Linked DNA regions of Neogale vison: region 1 is linked to region 2. The links are chromatin contacts, called in public Hi-C maps. All regions are on one chromosome and are shown on one strand. The core of a region is the stretch at or near the end of the contact, and the rest is flanking DNA. Distances in the headings are between cores, read along the strand shown.

Region 1 (3,603 bases), core at 144-2,643, 130 kb before region 2:
TGAATCCCAGGACACTGGGATCATGACCTGAGCCAAAGGCAGCCGCTTAACGACTGAGCCACGCCAGCGCCCCTGCCATGGTCTTTTTGAGATAGAACGGTCAGGCTCTAGCCAGAGCTGAGCAGAAAAATCATTCTAGGCCTGAACGTGGTGGAGTACAGAGAGCGCTTCTGGACTAGGCCGAATACATTTCTGGGGTACCAGTCATTCAGCACATTGTTCACCTCGGAGGTCAACTGTGTTCTCAGAGTGCCAGCTTTCTCACGGGTGACAATGCGGGTACAGGGGAGACAGGATGACTTTAGAAACATAGAACTCCGTGGCCTCCACAGGCAGAGGTCACACCTCCAGTGGCTGAGATGCCAGCACTGAGGAGACAGAGACCAGCCCAGCCAGGGAGGGCTCGTTCTTACCCAGGCAGGCTTGTTTGCTGTCGGTCGCACCAGCCTTCTTGAGACATCGGGCCAAGAGGATCAGGGACAGTGGGGAAAGAAATGCAATGACCTGAAACAGAGGTTAGTAGAGGTTAAAAAAAAAAAAAAACCAAACCAAACCCCCAGTAAAACCACATGGCTAGTGGTTCAAGCAGTGCCGACAGGGAGGAGGGATGGAGGGGACAGAAGTCACAGGTCAGACCTAGCGGGGCCCTGTCAGTGTTCGCCGTGGCAGCATCTGTGGGTTGACGGGGCAGCACCTGCTCCACCAGGAACGCCACAGCCATCAGCCATTACTCTTAAGTGACCGGTACCTCAATCCATCCTAAGGAGCAGAGCTTACAGTACGTGTCTTTTGGGCCAAAACTGGCATCTTGCGCTCTCAATTTGGATCGTTATCATAAGGAAACAAGAAGTTTGAGCCCCTCATCTAAGGGAGCAAGACGCTCCCCACGTCTTTCGTGGGGATCACCCTGGAGCCAGAGGGACCGCCGCCTGCTCCCTAGCATCGAGCTCGTCCTAAACATTAAGGGTCAGAAGGAAGGCTAGTTCTCCACGCACAAACATGGGCTTGGTGGGGAAATACTCGGCTTCCACATACGGATTCCGGTAAAGCCACATCTCCTCTGGCTGGATCAGCCTCTGGAAGGGAGGGAGGAGCTCCGTTACCCTAGAGGGGAAACAAAAATGTGCAGAGCATGTTGGTTTGCTTCCGGCCGGGCCGCTCGTCGGGACTTCCCACCGCTGCCCGCCCCTGCACTGGGAGCCCCGGGCCGAGGCAGGGGCTGCCCGGCCGCCAGCCGCCTTCGGGGAGGGGGGTGGGGGGGGGACGGCCCAAGGGTGCGGGCCGCGGGGTTCGAGCGGCAGGACGCTTACAGGAAGGCCGTGAACAGGGCGAGCCGCACGCCCAGCTCGGCACCGAGGGCCGCCACCTTCCCCATCCTGCCGTCAGCCAAACAGACGCCGCGCTGACGTGGCAGCTCTGGCGGCAGCGGCGGGAGGCGAGGCCGCCCCGGGGAGGGCCGTCCCGGTGGTGGGAGGCCGGGCCTCGGAGGCTCGGGGGCGCGGGCTGGCGGACGCTGGGCGAACTGCACCCGAGGAAGGCGTGGCAGCCACTTCCCTGCCCTGGCGGGTCGGCGATCCCTCGGCGGCGCTCTGAGAGCCCCAGCTGGCAGCAGGAAGGAGGCGCCCGCAGTGCCATTCCAGGGGACACCGACCACGAGCCGGCGCCCGGCGTCTGGCCGACCGGCAGGCCTCCGCGGAGTCGGCTGAGTCGCCGGGACGAGAGTGACGCACATCTCCCCTTCCCGCCGTTCGCTCCATAGTCTCCCACCACCCTAAGCAAGAAGCAACATTCATTCTCCAAGGACTTTCCCTCTGTGAAAACACGACCAAACCCCACGTTATAGGCTCCAAGCTTATTTGCGACAGCATTCTGAAGGACCTCGGGTCATTGGCCGGCACCGGGTGCCTGCTCTCCCCATTATGACCTCTCGCCCAGCAGTTGTGGCAAGAAACTACAGGCAATGAACAAGTCCACAGTTTGATTTGGAACATACAGGACAATTTATTGAAGTCAATCTCAAGCAAAATCTGAAGTCAGTGGAATGTCATTAAGAACCTTTCCAAATTAATCCTCACGGAAGCAAAAAACACATCTGAATTTCAAAGTATTTGTAAAATAAAAAAAGGCAACATCTCAGTAAATATAATGTACAAAAATTTATGTTCCTACCAGCACACACAGTAGTAAGAAGCTTAAAATTCCAGGCAATCCTAAATATACTATAACTAGTCAACAACAAGCTATCTATATACAGGTTAACCAAGCTTTACACGTTTCACACTATGCAGTAAAACATAGGCCATTCAACAAAACCCCCAAAATATCATATATCTTGAAGTCTATGTGGCAACATCAAGTCATTATACAGTAATGCCCTAGTGGAACGCCCCCCAGGGAAAATGAACACTAATCCCTTAGTGTCAAGAGCTTCTAGCCAAGTCACAGAAACTCAAAAGAGATTGACTTTAGTGAATATTGATGCTTTGTTATTAAAGACTCAAGTCTCAAGTGATTTAGGCAAAATAACATTTCACAGGATCTACAAATTTATTACAGATAAACAAAGTACAGAAATAACCAATCTACAAAGGTCATTATCATAGATAAAGATCACAAGAAAAAGAAAACAATCTGTAGGTATCTGTGTTTGCTGTGCAATATCACAAGTGGTTACAAATGAATTTCTCCTATCAATTCCAATTATGCACACACCCTTGTATAGAAAAAGGATCTTATTAGCCAGTTGTAATCATCATTTAGTATCAATCATCACTTAGCATCTTGGTCATCGGAGGCCATGTGATTTTCTTTTTTAACAGAGGGTATGCGACAGCACAAATGAGATAAAGAGCAGTATTAATAACAACAGAGTAAAAAGTAAATTGTATCCAGTCCACTGCTAACCCGACAAGAATACCTCATACATACCTCGTCTTGATGATCTGATGGACACTGCGCGCCCCGCGTGTACACATCGAAGGTCTGTGGCAGGTGGCGGCGGGGGGGGGGGGGGACCAGCACCTGAGGGGGCTTGCCTGCCAACTCGCAGATCCGGAGGGTCACATAAGAAAACTAAGGACTGAATAAATGACTTTGGCAACTGTTCATCTTTTTCACTTTTTCTTACATGTAACTGACTTTCACAGGCTACAGAAGGGCAGGCTGCTCTCCTCCTCCCCACCATACACACGTCTGTGCCACAAGCACCTGAACTTGTCACTTAAGCAATGGACTGACGGAGAAAAGAACGGAAATGGTTTCTGAAACACACACAGACTACACCCTGCGTTTCAGGAGTATAACGTAAGTGCAAATTTTCGTTTTTTCCCCTACACAGGCATATATATTAAAAGGAAAGAAGAGGCGCACAGGGATGGGGTTGACAAAAATACAAGAGAAAGAACACACATGGGAAATACTCATAAAAATGCTGGTATTTCATGCAAGAGTCTCTTCCTCGAATGTGGACATGAAATCTGAGCTAGCTGCTGTGGACGCTCCCTCCCACTTGCAGAACTTTGCCTTTAATCCAAGTTGAAGAGGACAAGAGACTAGGCTATTTGTTTTCAAAACAGTATACAAAACAATGCTTTCTACTTCATA
Region 2 (3,757 bases), core at 957-3,456:
GCGGAAAGCAAATGCTTAAGGACTGAGCCATCCAAGTGCCCCTGGAACACATATCTCTTAAAGGGGGCCCCCTGAGCTTATTTCAGTTTGATTGTGTCTCCTGAAAAGACAGGTTAAATTGATCGTTTTTTTTTTTTAATGATCTTTTCTACCTTCATCCTGCCTCTCCATCGTCCTGTATATTCCTTGTTTTGTTGATAAATTGTTGCCTTGACCAGATATCTGGACTTTTTCTTGAGGAGAATTTGGTAAGTTGTCCCCAGGCATTTTATTTTAATCTGTTTCTATACTGACAAGAGTTTAAAATTAAAGTTCTGGGAGGTAGATATATAATCTCTTCCTGTGAAACATAAGAAAATATACTGTTAATAACATTTGATCTTGAACTATATTTAGGGAAATGACCATTAAAATTAATAATGTACATTTTTAGCATCTAACATCTTCTGAGGTTCAGATCACACTTTGTCTTCTTCATACAAAATGAGCAAACAATTAAGACAGCAATCTAACACAATTCCCAGAGCCAGAGTTAAAGAGAACGGAATTTTTTGTTTCTCTTCCAAAGATTATATCCAAAAACTCCTTACATGATAAATCACTTAATCTTGAAAGTCAAAAAATTGCCAGACCTGATAGCAGAAAGCAAACATTGCTTTGAACGAACGGATTTCAACAGAAAGTTTCTTAACCCTTCCCTTTTTATAATAGGATTGCTGCTGACACATGACAGTAGTAGAAAATCTAGCTCATCTTTCCAATACTGAACTTGGAATCATTCATCTGGTTTATGAATACTTAATGATTTTACTGTGCCTGTTTGTAAATGAATACAATGCATGAATAAGAATATTTCCTGGTATAAAATGTCTCCCAGGGAACTGAAAGGCATATTTTTGCATCTTTATGATCTTTTCCAGAAAAGTACATGTTCATGTTTGTGCGGTGATTTAATCTGTGGAATTAATGTGAAAATTATAACTATCTAGACTCTTAAAGCTCAAAATTTGCCATCGGAAATTTTCAGGAAAGGAAAGGGAGAGAGACCAAGGCTTTGTAGATTTTGTTAATTCTAGTAAACATAGAACGTGAAGTGAAACCTTTATGTGGAAACTCGGGCATCCAACATGCACAAAGGGCCCTCTAGTGGCCAAAATGAAAAGTTCTGCCTATTTAACACGGTTGATCCATTTGGTTTTAAGCCGAAAAATGCTTTGTAGATTAAAAGCGGTCTACATAAACAACAACAACAACAACAACAACAGCACAAAACCTGAAATTGAATACCCGCCATCTTTCATTCTTACAAATGTGCAGCCCAGATGAGTGAGTTCTGTGGTCAGCTCACGTGTTAAGTACTCTCCCTGTGAAAACGATTCCTTGTTGTCTGGTAGTCCAAGCGGATCCACTAAACATTTTGTTTTCCTTCTAGAGCCAGATGAAACGGATGGGTAGAGATAACAGGAGAGCGAGAACATTTCTATATCTATCACTTTTCCAAGACGGCTCAGTTACCCAACCTAGGAACTGAAGTGCCCCAACCTGCAGTACCTACGTCACTGCACAGTTACTAGAATATATATCTTAAATGTTATTTGAGATTTCTCCACAAACTACTGATCACAAACTATACCTGTTAAGCGAGCATTTATAAAGCAAATTACTTTAGTGGAATTCAGATTTCCACATGAGGATTTCACAGCATTCCACTCTCAGGCCCCGGAGAAGGGAAAGCGGGGTTTTCCTAACCATTCCCGCCCTTTCTGCCACTCCCTCTCCGCAGAGCTCTCCGCGCCATCCCAACCCCGGCAGTTGTTGATTTGTAGGGGTTGGGGGTGGGGAGAGTACATCAAAGTGATGTAATTCGTGACTTTAAGATGGTTACCATGGCGACTATCAGGCATATTACGCTATCGGTAGGGTGAGAGGTTCTTTAATCTAGCCTTCAACAAGCATTTTCGGGGACGTTAGCCTACACGCCAGAGAGTGGAGACAGGCGGAAAAGCGTCAGTCTTGCCCCCTGCCGCAAGACAGACTCTGCTTAAACTAAACCCAACAGAGAATTCATTTTGCCGGTGGGAACTGGACCTTGGCTACCTCCAGGGCTGCCGCACCGAAGAACGCCCTCCCGCCCCATAATCTGAGAGCTCATTGGTGGGTGGTGTCGTCACTCAGAGTGACGTAACGGGATAGGAAAGAGGTGGAGCCATAGAGACTTCTGGGGCCCCTCTAGCTGGGGACCTGGGCAAGGGAGGTTTGGGAAGGGACTGGAGGACTGAGGGAGCCGTTCTGGAGAGCCGGCCCGAGGAGGTAGGGGTGGGCTGGCCAAGTCCTTAGGCTGTTACTTGGTGGACCTCGCCTGCCTTTTTTACTCCGGAGCCCGCTCCCTCCGCATCCTGCTCTTCCCATCAGGGCCCAGGTTTCCCGACAGCTTCCAGTTCCCCACCGCACTCGCCTCAAGCCCATGACCTCGTGCCCCTGCCCGCCCCCCAGCTTTGGAGCTCAACCTCCATTTCCCCTCCTTCCGTGCTTCGCTACCTCCTTTCTCTTCCGTACCCGGCGCCCGGCTTCTCCTTCCATAAACCTGGATCGCCAACAAGGTTGTCCTCCCCGTGCCTGCACCATCCCCGCACCCAAACACAAAGAACCGCCCCCCCACCCCCACCCCACTGCCGCATACAGTCCACCAACACACTACGTGCACAAAAGCCGACGGTGCGTTTTGCCCCTGTGTCGTCAAGGGCCAGAAGCAAGGTAACCCGGGGAGCCTGGGGCCCCGCGTATGGGCGTGGGCGGTGCGAAGGCGCAGGCGGGGCTCCTGGCCGGCCCCGCCTAGGAAGTGGTTACCCACCGCTCCGGGCGGGACTGCCCTGGGGCCGGAGAGCAGGTTAACCGCCTGATCGGGTGTGGCTTGCCTCCAGCAGGAGACCACCCTCCCTTAGCCTGGGTTTAGACGGTCCGAAGTATTTTCTGAACTCCCGTTCAAAATGTCAGCTCTGTGGTTGAGGTTTCCATCCAGGAGAGCACCCTGGTCTGCGCCTTTTCCAGCTGCAGGAAAGCAAAGTTGACGCTAAGAGATACTACCAAAAAACACCTTGCTGCCCTTGGCTGAAAAGGACTACAGGATGGAGAAAGGTTTTGAAAAAGCTTGCTTAAAGATAGCTCAGTTTGGACTCTTTGGAGAATCATCAGTACAGGAAACCAATTTACCTCCACTTGAACGATTAGTAGGTACCATGTATTATCTTCACTGCTACGTAAATGTGGTCAGTGAATACTTTTTTCTGTTTGTTTAGTAGGCTCTGTGCCCAACATGGGGCTTGAACTCATGACCCTGAGATCAAGACTTGCATGCTCTACTACCTTAGCCAGCCAGGCACCCCTGCTTTTCATCTTTAAAAGTTTGGGGCAACTTGGCCAAGTATGGGAAAAAGCTAACTGAAACAAATCCAGGATATTTTATTCTACCTGTATTTTTAGGCTACAAATAAGTGTGTATTGCTTAACTTCTTAAATACCTGGCAGCCGGGACACCTGGGTGTCTTAGTGGGTTAAGCCTCTGCCTTTGGCTAGGGTCATGGTCTCAGGGTCCTGGGATAGAGCCCCACATCGGGCTCTTTGCTCAGCGGGGAGCCTACTTCCCTCTCTCTCTCTCTGCCTGCCTCTCTGCCTACTTGTGATCTCTGTCAAATAAACAAATAAAATCTTAAAAAAAAAAAAAAATACCTGGCAACCATTCAAGTAGGTTACTGGGTGT

The links. Hi-C and Micro-C count contacts between places; a contact is called where the count stands out from the background.
Region 1: a contact with region 2 is called in a Hi-C map of fibroblasts, with 4 times the contacts expected there. The contact joins the promoter of PLPP5 here to the promoter of LETM2 in region 2. A contact is called at or near these places in 2 of 3 Hi-C or Micro-C datasets (fibroblasts and muscle).

Annotation. Positions count from the first base shown.
Region 1 is chr11:177,725,429-177,729,031 of ASM_NN_V1, reverse strand. It overlaps PLPP5 (phospholipid phosphatase 5), which reads right to left and starts at 1,393. Exons shown (of 7, transcript XM_044225375.1): 1 at 1,311-1,393; 2 at 996-1,104; 3 at 414-504. The coding sequence starts at 1,375. It overlaps NSD3 (histone-lysine N-methyltransferase NSD3), which reads right to left. Exons shown (of 23, transcript XM_044225369.1): 23 at 1,982-3,603. It overlaps DDHD2 (phospholipase DDHD2), which reads left to right. Exons shown (of 20, transcript XR_006380989.1): 18 at 2,820-2,980; 19 at 3,147-3,303.
Region 2 is chr11:177,596,463-177,600,219 of ASM_NN_V1, reverse strand. LETM2 (LETM1 domain-containing protein LETM2, mitochondrial) reads left to right here and starts at 2,206. Exons shown (of 11, transcript XM_044225365.1): 1 at 2,206-2,310.